Linked DNA regions of Mus musculus: region 1 is linked to region 2. Evidence: chromatin contacts called from public HiChIP or PLAC-seq data. All regions are on one chromosome and are shown on one strand. The core of a region is the stretch at or near the end of the contact, and the rest is flanking DNA. Distances in the headings are between cores, read along the strand shown.

What was found. HiChIP or PLAC-seq counts read pairs in DNA pulled down with a chosen protein or histone mark.
Region 1: a contact with region 2 is called in an H3K27ac HiChIP or PLAC-seq map of the NIH/3T3 cell line, with 3 times the contacts expected there. The contact joins two enhancer-like sites.

What each region holds. Positions count from the first base shown.
Region 1 is chr10:17,544,342-17,551,689 of GRCm38.p6, reverse strand. All of the region lies in intron 3 of Gm32543 (a long non-coding RNA gene), which reads left to right. Among named protein-coding and RNA genes, the nearest start is that of Gm32656, 110 kb to the left of the region's middle. Within about 2 kb of position 1,584, at least 94 of the 459 cell types and tissues checked have an H3K27ac peak or open chromatin away from gene starts, as enhancers often do. A contact at or near this core is called in the NIH/3T3 cell line, where this site is marked.
Region 2 is chr10:17,041,222-17,048,544 of GRCm38.p6, reverse strand. All of the region lies in intron 1 of Gm20125 (predicted gene, 20125), which reads left to right. Among named protein-coding and RNA genes, the nearest start is that of Gm20125, 51 kb to the left of the region's middle. Within about 2 kb of position 5,329, at least 30 of the 459 cell types and tissues checked have an H3K27ac peak or open chromatin away from gene starts, as enhancers often do. A contact at or near this core is called in the NIH/3T3 cell line, where this site is marked.

The DNA.
Region 1 (7,348 bases), core at 335-2,834, 510 kb before region 2:
GTAGGGCTTTTGTAGCTAATTAACAATAAAAATTAATGGGGAAGTTACCGTGAACCTCCAAACTCTCTAGGCTTCAACGATCTTTCTCTTTTTGCTCTGTGGTAAGAGTTGGCAAACTTTTTCTATGAAGCAGTAAATATTTTAAGTTTTTCTGGCTGTAAGTTCTCCACCATAGTTATTCAACACTGCCATTGTAATGCAATGCCTGTGTACAGATAGTTGGTAAGCTACTAAATATAATTGCATTCCAATGAAACTTTATTTACAAAAAAACATTGGCAAGTGAGTTTGACCCCAACAGAATAGTGTTTCCACTTCTGCCCTGAGACGCATGGTTGCTTGAAGTTTCATTATATTTAAAACCATTTTATAATAGAAAGTCTGGCTTTTGACAGTCTTCCTCTTTGAAGGTGATAGGAAGGCCCTTCTCTTAGGGAAAAGATCTTAATTTGTGAACTAATCACAGTTACATACAGTACAGTGCTCCTACATTGTTAAGAGACAAAAAGATGATATTCTGTGCTCTCCCATAAAACCTCAGCCTACATGGTACCTAACCATGTGCCCAGGTCTGGCTGAAATGGAAGGAGAAGGTACAGAAGTCAACAGGTCTGACAATAATCTACTTGAGACATTTTAATTTCTCTGTCCCTTGCCAACCATATTACTCTGAATATTTATGCATACACCATATTACTTCCCCTCCTCCAGAAGTTTCCTCACAGAACTGCGTGGGTTGACGTGCCTCCCTCATCTTATTTAGCACTGTACATAAAAGTGATAGTTTGGGCAGTGTTTCTTCATTTGAAAAGTTATTGCTAAAGACACCGCCTAATAGACTCTTTTGTGCCTGCTTGCAAAACTCCATATGTAATCTCTCTTATTATGCTTCCTATTATTAACCAGAGAGTCCACGTCACTCCTCAGCTGCGTTCCCATAGCGTAATCATCTCTGGTTCCATGAAACACAGTATATGTTCAGCTCCATTGACCACATTCAGCTTCATTTTTTCAACCCCACCAACTCTTCCTTTGCATTCTTGTTGTTCCCTCGTCTTTTTCAGGTCTTGATGGCTCTGACTGTCCCTGTATCTTAATGGGGAATATACTACAGGGGTGCTAATAGAAAACAAATAATTTGGGTTCACCGGAACTGTTAAAGACCACAAGAAGGATATTTTCCTTTGTGTTTAAGAGTAGAAGAACAAGGAAGTGATAGCCAAGCTGCCTGGGGCAGATGGTGTAATGATAACAGCTAACAGAACTATTAAATTCAGATTTTGCTTTCAAGTTCTGCAGCAAATAAAGTGGTCTGCAGGATATAAGAGGAGGAGCAAACAAGACTTTCATTTTGTATGCTTGCTTTGGGTTTTTTGTTTTGTTTTGTTTTTGTTTTTTGGTGGGGGGCATGCTTTTTGCACTTCACCTCATTTATTTTCACTCTGTGTGGTAGTCATAGCTGTTATTATTATCCTATTTTGTTGGGGGAGGAAATTATGACTCAGCCTTATCTGACTTGTCCACACACACAAACAAAGCAAAGAAGGGGTTGACTGTAAGTCTACAGAGATGACTGGACAGTTGGCCAGAACCTGACTGCAATAAATGAGCTCTAGCTGACAGCTCCAGGTATAAGCTGTGCCCAGCCACTGGGAACACTGGAATGCTGGACAAATAGCGCACATTCTAGCTAGTCTCACTGAATGGGTGAATGTGAACTGACGATTAATCTCAGAAGTTACTGAAGTCTTCAAGAAACCAAAAGATGAATGAAAAAAGGGAAATGTTGATTCATTTTTCTAAAAGGAGGATAGATTCCAGAGACCGAAAATAGGTCAGCTATTCTTCCATAGTGAGCCTAGAGAAAGCCATGGGTGGATTTTCTAATGTAATGGTTTGTGAGCAGTAACTAAGGAATGTGGTGGTTTATGAGGCATGCACACAGGTTCACAAGGAACTCAGCGAGTTAAGTTATGCTAGTTTAAGTGAGCTTCTTGCTTCTGAAATGGAACAACTTTATAAAATCACAGGGTTGACTAGTAAAAACATCACTTTCTCAATAATATCCTAAGAGAAGAACCTCACGGTGAGTGGCTATTGTCATCTCAACAAGTGCAGCCCATTTACCCGTTACACTTACCCATCTAATGCTCTGTCTGAGCTGGTACTTTGTTTATCTTCCCGTTCAGAAGATAAGAAACAGGGATCGCAGGAGATCAAATAGTTTATGCAAATTGCTGAGCTAGAACCGAAGCCAACTATGCCTGCCTCAGAGCTGTTGAGGGCAACAACTACACCGTATTAGCTGACACACAGCCAGGCTCAACGAGGTCTGCGGCTAAGGCGAACTATGTATATTCAGATTGGGTCATCATAGCATCAGGTAGAGTCATACAGGTTGTAAAAAAATCCAAAGCACATTGGTCAATATTTTGGTCTTAATCTGTTTGGCACTTGAGTCAATGCACTGACTAAAGACAGAAAATATGCTTAATCACCTCTGAAGTTGACAGACAAAAAAAAGAAAAGCCAACAGCCCTACTATCAACTCACATTTGCATAATGTTTTCCACTCTGCAAAATAACTTTTGCCCTGTGCACCTCAGTGGAGTCTCCTGATGCTTCAGAGGATTATGACTGCTAGTGCCCACCCCCAGTACTGTTTTTCCAGTGAGCAAAACCTGAGGTTCATGAATGTCAGATGACCCAATGAGAGTCATACAGTGAATGATCTGGGGACTTCCGTTTTCCATCACAATGCAGTAGGGGCAGAGTCCTGCCCAGAGCCAGTATCAAGACATGCAGTTGCTAGATCAAAACCGGATGAAGTCTGATAGACTTGGAGTTCAAAACTGAAGAAAAAAAAAAGTACACGTGTTCGGGTATTTAATGTAAGCCAGTGTGGTAGTTTGATTATCAGTCACATCAAGTTAGTGTTGGGCTGGGTTAATGGAAGTATCGTGTCTGCCTTCCGGTAAGCTGTGATTTCAGTGACCACAGTGCCATCCATACCATCAATGACACCTGTATCCTCTGGGTCAAGAATTTATTTAGTAAAATCTTGAGCTAAGCAGAGAATAGTCAGTCCACAGAATCCGGTAGGTAGCATTTGAAGAGATAATGGGCTACATGGACTATGGAAGATTGTAAAGAAACGAGAAATTCTAGTTCTTCAGAATTTCAAGAACAATTATCATTTGGAGGAGAAAAAGCCATTGTTCTGTGATGTAGGTCACCGGGTGTCAAGTGTTAGTCAGGTTGTACCTGGATGAAACTAAGACATCAACTGACCTTGCTTTTTCCAGCGTCAGCCATTACCAATATATGGCACACAGATGAGCTTCATAAAGTTGTAATGACTTCAGAAGCATGAATAACTCGCTGAGGGGCTCTACAGTCCTTCTTCCTCTTGGAAGTCAGCGGAAAGGACAGAGGATCTAGCCAAGTAGTAGAGTTACCTAGCATGCACATAGCCCTGGATTGATTCCTGGCATTTCCCCAAAGAAACACACAACAATGACTCAAAACCAACAACAGTAAGAGAACTATCCCACAAAAGTTTACAGGCCAATTCTGATTTTGTTTTTCCTTTTTCTTCAATTATGGCTTGGCATGTAGTTGATATTCAAAAATATAAGGGTGAATCATCAAAAGGGAAATGAAAGGACCAGAGGCCCATAGTAAAACATGGGGTGAGAGTGGGGATGAGGGTGGGGTAGGAGCATGGAATAAAAAGTTTCTTGCAGACCCCTGGAGAGGTCACACCTACGGATACCTTGATTTCCGACCTCAGCCTTCCAGAGGTGAAGCAGTACATTTCTGTTGTCTCACATATCCAGTATGTGGTGGCTTGTTACTGTAGCTCTAGCAGACTCATACTCTGCATTTTTCTCAGTCTGCAACTGGGACTATGGAGAATAAACAACAGATAGCTGGTTTTGAGCGCATGCTGAATAAATGAATAACTAGAGAAGTAAATGAAAATTTGTTACCTCAGGAAAGTCATCTATTTTTCTCCCCCCAGTCTCTGTTGTCATTTGTAAAGTGACATCTACTACACTCTGGAAGATTTATCCTGTTCTCATCTATTCTACCAGTCATAAAAAAAAGTGTATGTATGACATAAAAATTGATCATATATTAGAGGTTATCTGGGAAGCTTATTTAATCTAAATCTCTTTTTTAAAAATATAGACAGACGTGGGTTTTAGAGATGGCTGAAAATTTAATTTGACCTGAGGCAAACGTCTGAAACGAATCATTTCCTGAGATGGCTTTTAGAGTTTGATCCTGTGTTTTTCCTTGATGAATTTATCTATTTATGGAAATCAGGTCAGTGAGTCTGTGTGGGTTATAGGCAATGTGATTTCATTGCACCTCAGGCCCAGCTATCTATCAGGGTAGAATCTTCTTTACTGAGGAAATAGGATGTCAGCAAAGAAATGCTGAAGGAATCAAATCAAAATAGAATGCAGAAAGCTATCTCCGTGGCCGGACACTTGGGTACATCATTGCATGAGATGATATTAGATTTACTCACCTCAAATACTGGACTCTGAAGAATGATCTGGATTGAAGTAACACTGAACAGATATGCAGAGACCTGTCTGGGTACGACTAGATTCATCAGTCTGGGTTCTCTCTGGAAAGTCCCAGCTGGCCAAAGAGCTCAAGTTTCCAGTCCCCTCAAGATGGCTTTCTGGGGGGCTGATGCACTCCACAGAGACAGTTCCCCAGAAGTGCAGGCCACTTTTTAAAAGTTCACCCCTCTGATTAGATGTTTTGCCTTCCAATTATCGAAGCATTATGTTCTCTTGCTATTCAGACGAGCGTTGCAACATGCTTGTGTGGCCACCAATTTGTTCCATGCCACTCAAGGCTGTTGACTCCATCTATGGGAAAACTCTCTGAGTGTCTTCTTACTAAAAAAAATTACCACCTACTTGGCCTTTCTCCTATTTCCAAACTCACATTTCCTGAGCTAGATCATTCAGGAAATGGGTCACAGTGTTCACAATTCAGAACCATAGGGAATGGACAAAGAAGGCAGAGAATTCCAGAACAGGATGAATTATAGCATCTTTTGGTTGTCTGTTGGCCTAGATGAAGACATTTTAAACTGATCATTTGGTACTTTGGTTTCATGGCAACTCACATTTCTCTTGCTACTTGTATTAGTAGCTTTGATGATTGCTACAATAGAATATCTGACAAAACCAACTTAAGGAAGGAGAGGTGCATGCTAGCTTCCAGATCCAGGGCATGCAGTCTGTTATGACAGGGAGAATATGGTGGCAGGAGGCAGCTGCTCACACCATGCTCACAATCCGGGAGCAGAATGTGGCAAGTCCTACTCCTGATCTTCTCCCTTTAATGTTGTCCAGGACCACAGCTCAAAGAATAATAACATTTCCTACATCTAGGGTTGGTCTTCCCATAATCTCAAAAATCCCTCATAAACTTATTTCCATGGTGAATCTAAATCTCATAAAATGGACTAAGATTCTATACTGACTTATCAAGATTAGAAAGTCTAACCTAGTGCTAAATATATAGAATCAAAACAAGCAAATGTGCTTTACCAAACTGCTGTCTGAATATTGATGCCTTGCCATTCACAGGTTGGAACTTATCACACAATGTGATAATATTACAAGGTAATGAGCTTTATCTTGCTTGACAAATACTCTAGAGAACTTTAAAAAAAGGTTTTAGTCCATTGTTCCTTGGCTTACTGCTGTGGTCCACGTTGAATCAGAGAATTGCAGCAGAGTATGCTTATAGAGAAGAATAGCTCACTTCATGGCAGTCAAGGGAGAAAGACTCAGAGGAAGGGGTGGAGACAGTAAATGTTCTTCAAAAGTCATCATTCTAGTGACCTCTTCTCCATCTAGGACTCATCTCCTAAAGTTTCTAGCACTACTCTTAATAGGACCACTAGCAGGGGACCACAACTATAGGGGAACATTTCTTATTCTAACCATAACAAGAAAGGATTACCTCATGCACTCTTCCATATACATGAGAGAAATAGCTTTACAAGAGTTAGAACATGTACCCTTAGCCCCCTTCCATGACATCAGGACATAGCTACAAGGCATCTATCTATGAGGTAAAGGCTTTTAACCAGACTTTGAATCTGCTGGCTGTGATCTTGAGCTTCCCAGACTCCAGAACAGTAAGATACAAGTTTCTTTTATTTATGAATTACCCAGGCCAGGGCATTTTGCCAGAGAAGTCCCAGTAGACTAGGATATTGCTCCTCCAACACCAGTTTTACAAATAATCCAGGGAAGATTGTGGCCTTTGCACAAGCAACAGCTTAAGTCAAACCAGTAACAATTCAAATGAAAAAAAAAATCAATGTCCAGAACAAAGCCTCTTCACATTTCAAATCTCTGGATTATGAGTGGTTAGAAGATGTCTTAAATACCATCCAATTTAAGTCAATTATATTACAGATTAAAGAAAAAAGGTAGTTTGAGCAAGATATCTTTTGTAGAAAAAATATTTTTCATGTTGAGACACAGTTTTATATCTTTATGGGTTTAAAAGTTATCCCGTTTTGAATCATCTTTGCTTGATGAAAGGACAAAAAAATGTGTAAAACAAGATAGCTGATTAACCATGATCATAGAGCTAAGAAAAAGAAAGGACTCAGACAAGAAACCATGTTCCCTGAGGTCCTCATTCAGAACTCTGTGGTTAGTTGATCATGAAAGTAAATTAAGTCTTGTAGAGAATTTGAATGTTGTTTCCAAAACTCTTAGATAAACCATGCTCTTGTGTTATTCTCTGTCATCTAATGTTATCCATCTCTATAGTAATTACTCTAATTTCTTTAGAGAGTAGAATAATGGTCTCTGATGGAGTCTGGAGCCTATTTAGGATCTCCTGATAAAAGGTGATATATACATGTACACGTTCAAGTAATTTCAAGAAGTCAGCAACATGGGGATAACACTAGGCTATAAACTAGTGTCCTATGGATTAAGACCAGCTATGACTTTCTATTTCTTGAGTGTTTGCTGTGTTCCAGGCATCATTCACAGAACTTTACACGGTATGATGGCTAATATTGATTGGCAGTTTGACAGAATCTAACATCATCTAGGAGACAAACCTTTGGGTCTGTCTACAAGGGAGATGACAGACTAAGTTAACTAAGGTGAAAAGTCTTACACTAAATGTAGGTAGTCCATTTCATGGGCTGAAGATCCTAGGCTGAATAAAAGGGAGAAAGTGAGCCAAGGTCCAGCATTCGATTCTCTTTCTGGTTCCTGAGTATGGATGCAATGTCACCAGCTGCCTTTCTGTTGCCACGACTTCTTCCCCGTAGTGGGAGATA
Region 2 (7,323 bases), core at 4,080-6,579:
CCCTAGGTAGGGTCTGAAAATGACCCAGTTGGTTTGTGGTTACCTCATTTTTCAGATCCTTGTAGTAAATTTCACAGGAGTGCCTGGACTTGTGGTGCTTTACAGGGGGACTCATAACTTGGGCTCTGAGAACCCTGTGTTTCCCTGTCCACTTCTTGCTGGATATGGACTCACAGTGAGCTTGGAGGGCATGATTTGCTGCATGCTGAATGTACTGAGTTCCACTCCCACTGCTGTTAGGGCACTGCTACTCTATGGCCTGAGCTATGAGAAGCCTGCTATGCTAGGCGGACAAGTATGTTAGATCCCCATTTTTCTTACAACTGAATGCCCAAAAGCACTAATGAAACTAAGCTTTACAATTTTCATGATTTGCCCTTCCCCCATTTTTAAGTACAACAAACCGCAGGGCCTTAAACGTGACCTTAGTTATCTAGACATTACTAGGCAAAGTATAAGTGATTAAAGATGGGCATGGATTATTTGTCTTTTACAATTTGAGAGTCATAGTCTGTGACCCCAGCTCTCCTTCCCAAGCACCCTTGGGTCTGGGAGGTTCTATAAGAACTTTGAGTTATAAAGCATAGCAAAGATGACTCTGGGTCATTCTCCTGAACTATTAACCCAAACTTACGATACAGTCAGGGTTTCCATTCCTTCACATCTTTAATGGAAACACAGCTCCTATACTATGAAGGAGCAGCATTATGGAGAGCCCTCCTGGAAAGACACCAAGACACTAAAATCACTGGCCAATGGCCCCAGTGGGACTCCAGCTTGCCAGCCATGAGATTGGAGCATCTTAGGAGTACATCTTCTAGATCCAATTAAATGAACACAGTTCATTCCATCTGTAGCAGAGATGAACCTTTCCTGCCAAACCTTGCCCAAACTGTAAATTTGTGAGCAAAATAAATGATGATTGTTATTTCAAATCACTAAGTGTCTGGGTGGTTTGTTACATAGCCATAAATAACTAGAACATTAATTTTCTGCCTCCTTGAGGAATGGGAGCTGGGGATTAAAGCTAAGAATGGTTTCTATAAAATTCATTTATCATGCAACTAGCAAGCAAGAATTTTCAAAGCTACAAAATTAAATTGCAAAATTATAACGTTAAAAAAAACTGTGTTAGTAAAGCTTGCTGTCATTAGTAGAAGGTAGTTATGAGATTGAGCAATGGGGATGTTTACCTAGAGAATTGTGGAGCAAAGGAAGAATGTAAGCAATTAAAGGGAGAGAAAAAAATTAGATATTTGCCACAACAACCCTCACCTTGTTTGGCTGAATGAGAGAAACATGCAGAGCACAGAATTTTGAATTCCTTCCTTATCCTCAGCTTGCTGCCTATAGAAGCTGGTGATAGGCAGAATTCACGTGCGTATAAACCATCAGGGTTTAGAAGACACAGTGAAGGAGTAAGACAAGACTGATTCACGTTCTTCTTTTTCCCTACATGTTCTGCATGGCCCGATCCCCGAGTTGAGAATCAGTATGCTGCCTGGGAATTCAAGGTGGCTCTCATAAGGCCACACAGGCCCAGGACAGGGGACAAATACGTTAAAGTTGCAACACAGTCCAGAAGTCCTCTTCTAGGCTGTGGCCCAGCCAGGGGATAGAGACCCATGAGGCTCTCAATGCAAATATCATGGGGAAGTGATTGATTGCACATCATAAGTAAAACCAGAGGATTCCAACAATTTCTATCATGAGGTCATGGGAGACTCTTCTATATATACTCTTGTCTGTAGTTTAGAAAACAATCAAAACAGGGAGTCCAGAACTAAGAAAATTTGAGTCATTTCCCTAATAGATTGGGCATAGCTAAGGTGTTTAAAGTATTCAATCAGATTAAGTTGACAAGTATATTAGATTTGTGTCTATTCTTATCACATTATCCAATTGGTGGGAGCTATTTTGGAAGTCCATAACACTTAGAGATAAAAACATAGAAAATATGGCTTTTGTTATACATATCAGTAATAATGAAAATATATTTATTTAGTCCTACACACACACACACACACACACACACATTGAAGAATTTTCTAGCTGGGAAGTTAACAAGATTTTATATTCTGTGGAGGTATTTTCTGAAATGGGAAGTGTGTCAAATATTTCCCTTTCCATATGATTTTTAAAATCCATTTACACTTGATAGCATGTACAATCAAACCTCTATAGACTTAAGTTATGGATTATTTATATTAGGCAAAGATTAATAGGGATTTGTCACACTGAATGATAGTTAAATATATCTATATTCAGAATGTGTTGGTATGAATTATGGCTTTATTATTTACTGGCTAAATGAGGACTTAACACCTCCTTCTTAAATATTCTCCTCTGACAAATGCATAAAAATATCAGTGCAGCCAGTTAAATTCTTTTTTATTAAAGTCAGTGGACATTTAAGTTGTTCTTACATAGTAAACTCAGTAACGGAACTTTGCTATCATTGCTATTCATTTATTTGTAAAATGCTGATCACATTAGATTCTTAGCCTTTATGTTTCCCAATCTAATGCAAATAGTAATTAAACTGCTTTTGGCCAACCAGTAAAACTTTGTACTCCTAATCCTGAGCCATGAAGAGGGTAGGGGATAGGTCTGTTAAGTTCTCCCCAGCCTTTTCATGTGTGATGATGTTCAGTCAAATTATTTGGCACTTGTGCAACAGAGCTTCTTATACAACCCTGAACCATAATTCATATCCACACATTCTAACTACAGATATATTTAACTTCATACAGTGTGTCAAAAACCTTATTAATCTTCACCTAAAATACCAAATCTATTAGCTTAGCCTGGGAAATATAGTGAAATAAATGTTCTTTGGGTAAGACCAGATTTCCAGTGTCCAGTTAGGTGTGGATTCAGGATAGATGTACCTTGCTTTTATGACTAAACACACCTGCATTTAATTTTACCTTAATATCTTTGAAAAATTAGCAACTACTGTTATTACTATGGCTCAAACTAGGATGTAATTAACAGAACACAGGGCTGATTTTAAGGGGCCAATGACAAGTGTTCTTTATAGTCTTAAGTTTTAGGTAGGAAACTCTAGTGTCTACTATCTCTAGTATTACTCAACATTTTCTTCCCCCAAATTGAGAATAAAGAATAAAGCATACTAGGATTAAAAGTTATCTTAAAATTAACTCAGAAGAAAGAAAGACAATAAAAAGTTCCTCTGGGATGTTATAAAAAACCCTTCTTGCCATGTCCCTAGGTTAGAAGCCAAAATGACATCTGTGAGGTTAGATTAAAAAAATTAACTCAAGAGCTGCAGGGCAAATGTCATTAGGCTGGAGAAATCTGACAAATATTTGCAACTTCTTATAGCTAAGAAGTCTACAGTGCCAGGGTAATCCAGTGACATGTGAATTATACTGCTATATACTACCATTTTCCTCATTGGGGTAAAAATTATTCTCATCAAACTAAGTCGTGTAGAAGATTCAGTTCCCTGGGAATATGAACCTGGATCTGACAGTAGCAAGAGTTTCTTAATGTAAGGAGAACTGTGGGGGAACAGATGAATGGATGTGTACCCAGAGCACACTGGGGGCGCCATGATAACAAGGTAATGCTTGCTCTACTAAACTCAGAACATGACTGATTTCTTTTGAACGATAAAAGAAAACTCAGTTTATGACTTAGGTCCCTATTGTTAGTGGATGATGGAGATTTTGCATAAAGGTTTTCTAATATTTACTGAATAGGTAAAAATCTTTACACATAATCATTTATTTTTAAAATGAAAGAACCATATTGTAAATCTAATAGAAGAATAAACTGAAGCCCTGCCCTGGAGATATTAACAGGGCCTGGGGATGTAGCTTAGTGGTAGTGTACTTATATAGTATGTGAAAGGCACTAGATTTGGTCTCTAGAACTGCAAATAAACATACCCCCTCAAACATTCCCAGACATATTGACAATACACACACATATATAAGTACATGCTGTGATGATCTGTAAACCCTTCTAGTTTTTTACATGCACAAATGTATACATAGGCTAATTTACAAAACACACAGAAGTAAATATTTTCAAGGATTTAGCAGTAGTCACAATATCAGAAGTTATTTATCAGGAACACAAAATAGTAAAGCTATACAGAGTTTTTCTGAGGTAAATGTGCATCAAGGAATTTCAAAAGATAGAGAAAAATCCACATAGGGATGAAGGCAATGAGAACACCCCTGTAAATGGTTCCTGCCAAACTGAGATCAAGGCAGCAGGGATTTTGTGTGGGCAATCTAATGTCACAGAATTCAAATCTTCTACTGAGATGAGCTCTTATGCACATGAAAAACATTTTGTTCTTATTACACAATTAACCATCTATGGACAACCTTGAAAAGAGTACCCATTTGGAGAAAGATGGAGATATATACATCTGGGAGAAATTGTCTGCTGATAAGGTATATAAAATTAGAGATAGATTTTTTTCATTAAGTCTCATTTAAAAGTAGATGTAAGATAAATTGATGATTCAAATTTGTGTGAATGTGGCAAGTTACCTATATTAAATATAGTAGGCCAGCAAATTATTTATGCTGCATATAAAATCTTTGTATATGCCATATATTTACAAACAATGTAGTTAATTTATAAGTATATATTAACTGATATTTACTTATCTTATCAAATGTTCATAAAAATTTGAAATAAGTAGGATTCCATCATAGTCATTTTGTACTTGTTTATTAGCTCAAAAAAAAGTCCAACTTACAATCAGAACTTCTTCAATAACCTGCTGAAGTTATAGATTTTGCCTAGAACAAAATAAATTCCCAAAACACATCTACATCTTCTAAATAGTAACAAAAATCCTAGCAATAAGCTTCCTAACATAGAAATGGTCAGTAGGCAAATTGACCATTTAAAGTTGACAGGAAGATCACTATTTTGTTACCCTGGTAACAAAAAGAAAGATCTGTAAAATGTGCCTGTTATTCTCTGATGGGAATTTGTGCATGTGTTTATAATGTGTAGGAAGTGGTAATACTGAGAATTGGATGTATACTTACAGTGTTTTGTTCTGTTATTAAGCAGTTTTGATATAAAAGCTGTTTACACCACTTAGTTAAAATATACTTACCCAAACATTGCAAACATTATTCTACATAAAATCATCTTTAGACATTCTTGTGTGTGTGTGTGTGTGTGTGTGTTTGGTTACCCCCAAACACACATGCCGCCTGCTTTGGAAAAGGAAATAACATGGAATTTTGTGGTTAGCCTGAACTTTGAGAGTGGCTCGGTGCTCTTCTCCGCAGCTGTGGGCTGTGGGAATCACTAGGACTGAAACAGAAGAGGAGGACTGTTGGGCTCATTTCCTCTTTATGTTCCTTCTTGCTCTTGGAAAGAGGCACAGTGAGTCATACACAGGGGACCAGGAGAAAATGGAAGCAATGAGATGTGAGTGGTCTGACTTTTGAATTTCCTTTCCTCAACCTCTCCTTTCCCTGGGAAAGGGAGAGTTCCTGCTGGCTGCACCAGCCAAGCAGCCTCATGCTGAAAGAAGGCACTGTTGGAGCATGGCTTCCTCTCTCTGTTTCCATGAAAGTGATGCACTTGGCTCAACTCTGCTATGGAAGAAAATAGAAGATTTCCTTTTCCTATCCACTCATCCTAACTCTTATCTGAAGGAACCTGCTAGAAAAAAAAGATCACGGAAATAGCTAGCTGTCCTGAAATATGTCCTCCCTTCTCCTCCTTCCCCTCGCCCTTCCTCCTCCTTCTCCTCCTTCTTTTTCAGTTCCTAAATTCTGAAACTTACCTAGGCATCATTGTATTATTTACCATTCTTCATGACTGTTTATTGTAGGCTTAGATTTCTTTCAAAACCGACTTTATTTAGGGGTCTTAATCACTTCAACCTTCCTTCTAACTCACCAACCAGAGGTAGGGAAGAAAGACGGTCAATAGGAAAACAGGGCTGTGGACCTATTTAGAAGTAGTTCATTGGGGTGATTCTACTCGCCATTGCCAGGATACCAGCAGTCCTGTTCAGTGGCAAACACCAAACATGAATCAGTAGCAGTGGCACGATCCTGCAGAAACAGCAAGGCTTCACCAAAGACCAGTAGAGACCAGTGAAGCTTTGCACAGTGTAGCAAAGGAAGAGTTCTCTCACTGTTTGTGGGGTTCTATTTATATTCTTTCTAAACATCACATGCCCTCTGAAGTGTCTGTTTTCAGCAAGATATTGCATGCCCTCCCACAAGACAGCTTCCAGAAAAGCATCATGTGACACAACTGAGTTATTACAGAAACCCAAATTTCCAGTTTAGTTTCCTCAGTCTTCCCTGAAGTTGTATTTAGTTACAGCATATTCCTGAGCTACTAGATTTAAGCAGAAGAAATGTGTGTAAATTCTCTGGGTCAAAATGAAAAGTTTCCAACTTTGTTGTCTCTTTTCTTGACCAATTAATACAAAAGATTTGTAGTTAGAACTGAGAGTGTTAGTTTGGGCCAGGTGCTGGAAGCACTGGATAAACATGGCAGAGAAGCTAGCAGAGTCCTGGTTCCCTTATAGACATGAAATAAATCTCTTTCCCTAAACTTGGAAAAGAGTAAAGATTAAAATCTCATTTACTATTGTAAACTCTCTTACACTATTGTGATATGTCTCTATTATAGCCAGGACTCTGAGAAATTCCTCAGTTACAAAAAAAGAATCCAAACCTTCATGCTCCCCGGAATAACCTACAGCTCATTATAAAACGTTGATTCTTAGTCAACATGAGTGATAAAGTGTATGTATCACTATATTAATCTATAATGATATGGTGCTAGCAGTTTGGCCAAACATTTGTCTAGGTGTTGCTATTAGGATCTTTTATAGTACTTAAAACACACCATGAGTTGAATTTAAGTAAAAAAATTATGATCATTATTACAGATGTACTTTATCTAATCATTTGAGTGTCTTATGAACAAAAAAGCAGCAATATACTTCAACAAAACAACAAACAACAACAACAAAAACCAAGACTTTCAGAGAAAAATAATTCTATTTCAATGCCAAAACCTGGGAACTCTGCTGGGTTTCGAGTTCACTAATCTTCCCTATGAGCAAGAAAGTTGTCAGCTAATTATCTTAAATAAATATTTCCCCATTTATATGGAAACACACCAGCACAGACACACCACAAATATATTGCTGGGTGGTTCTGATTCTTTGAAAACTGAGAGAAATGGTGGGAGGAGCGAATAAGCTTTGGGAGTTTGTGTTTCCAATCAGTTCTTGGTGCTGCTGGCCTGAATCCCGTGCTTTGTATGTGACGATCACAAAGCCTGACTTTT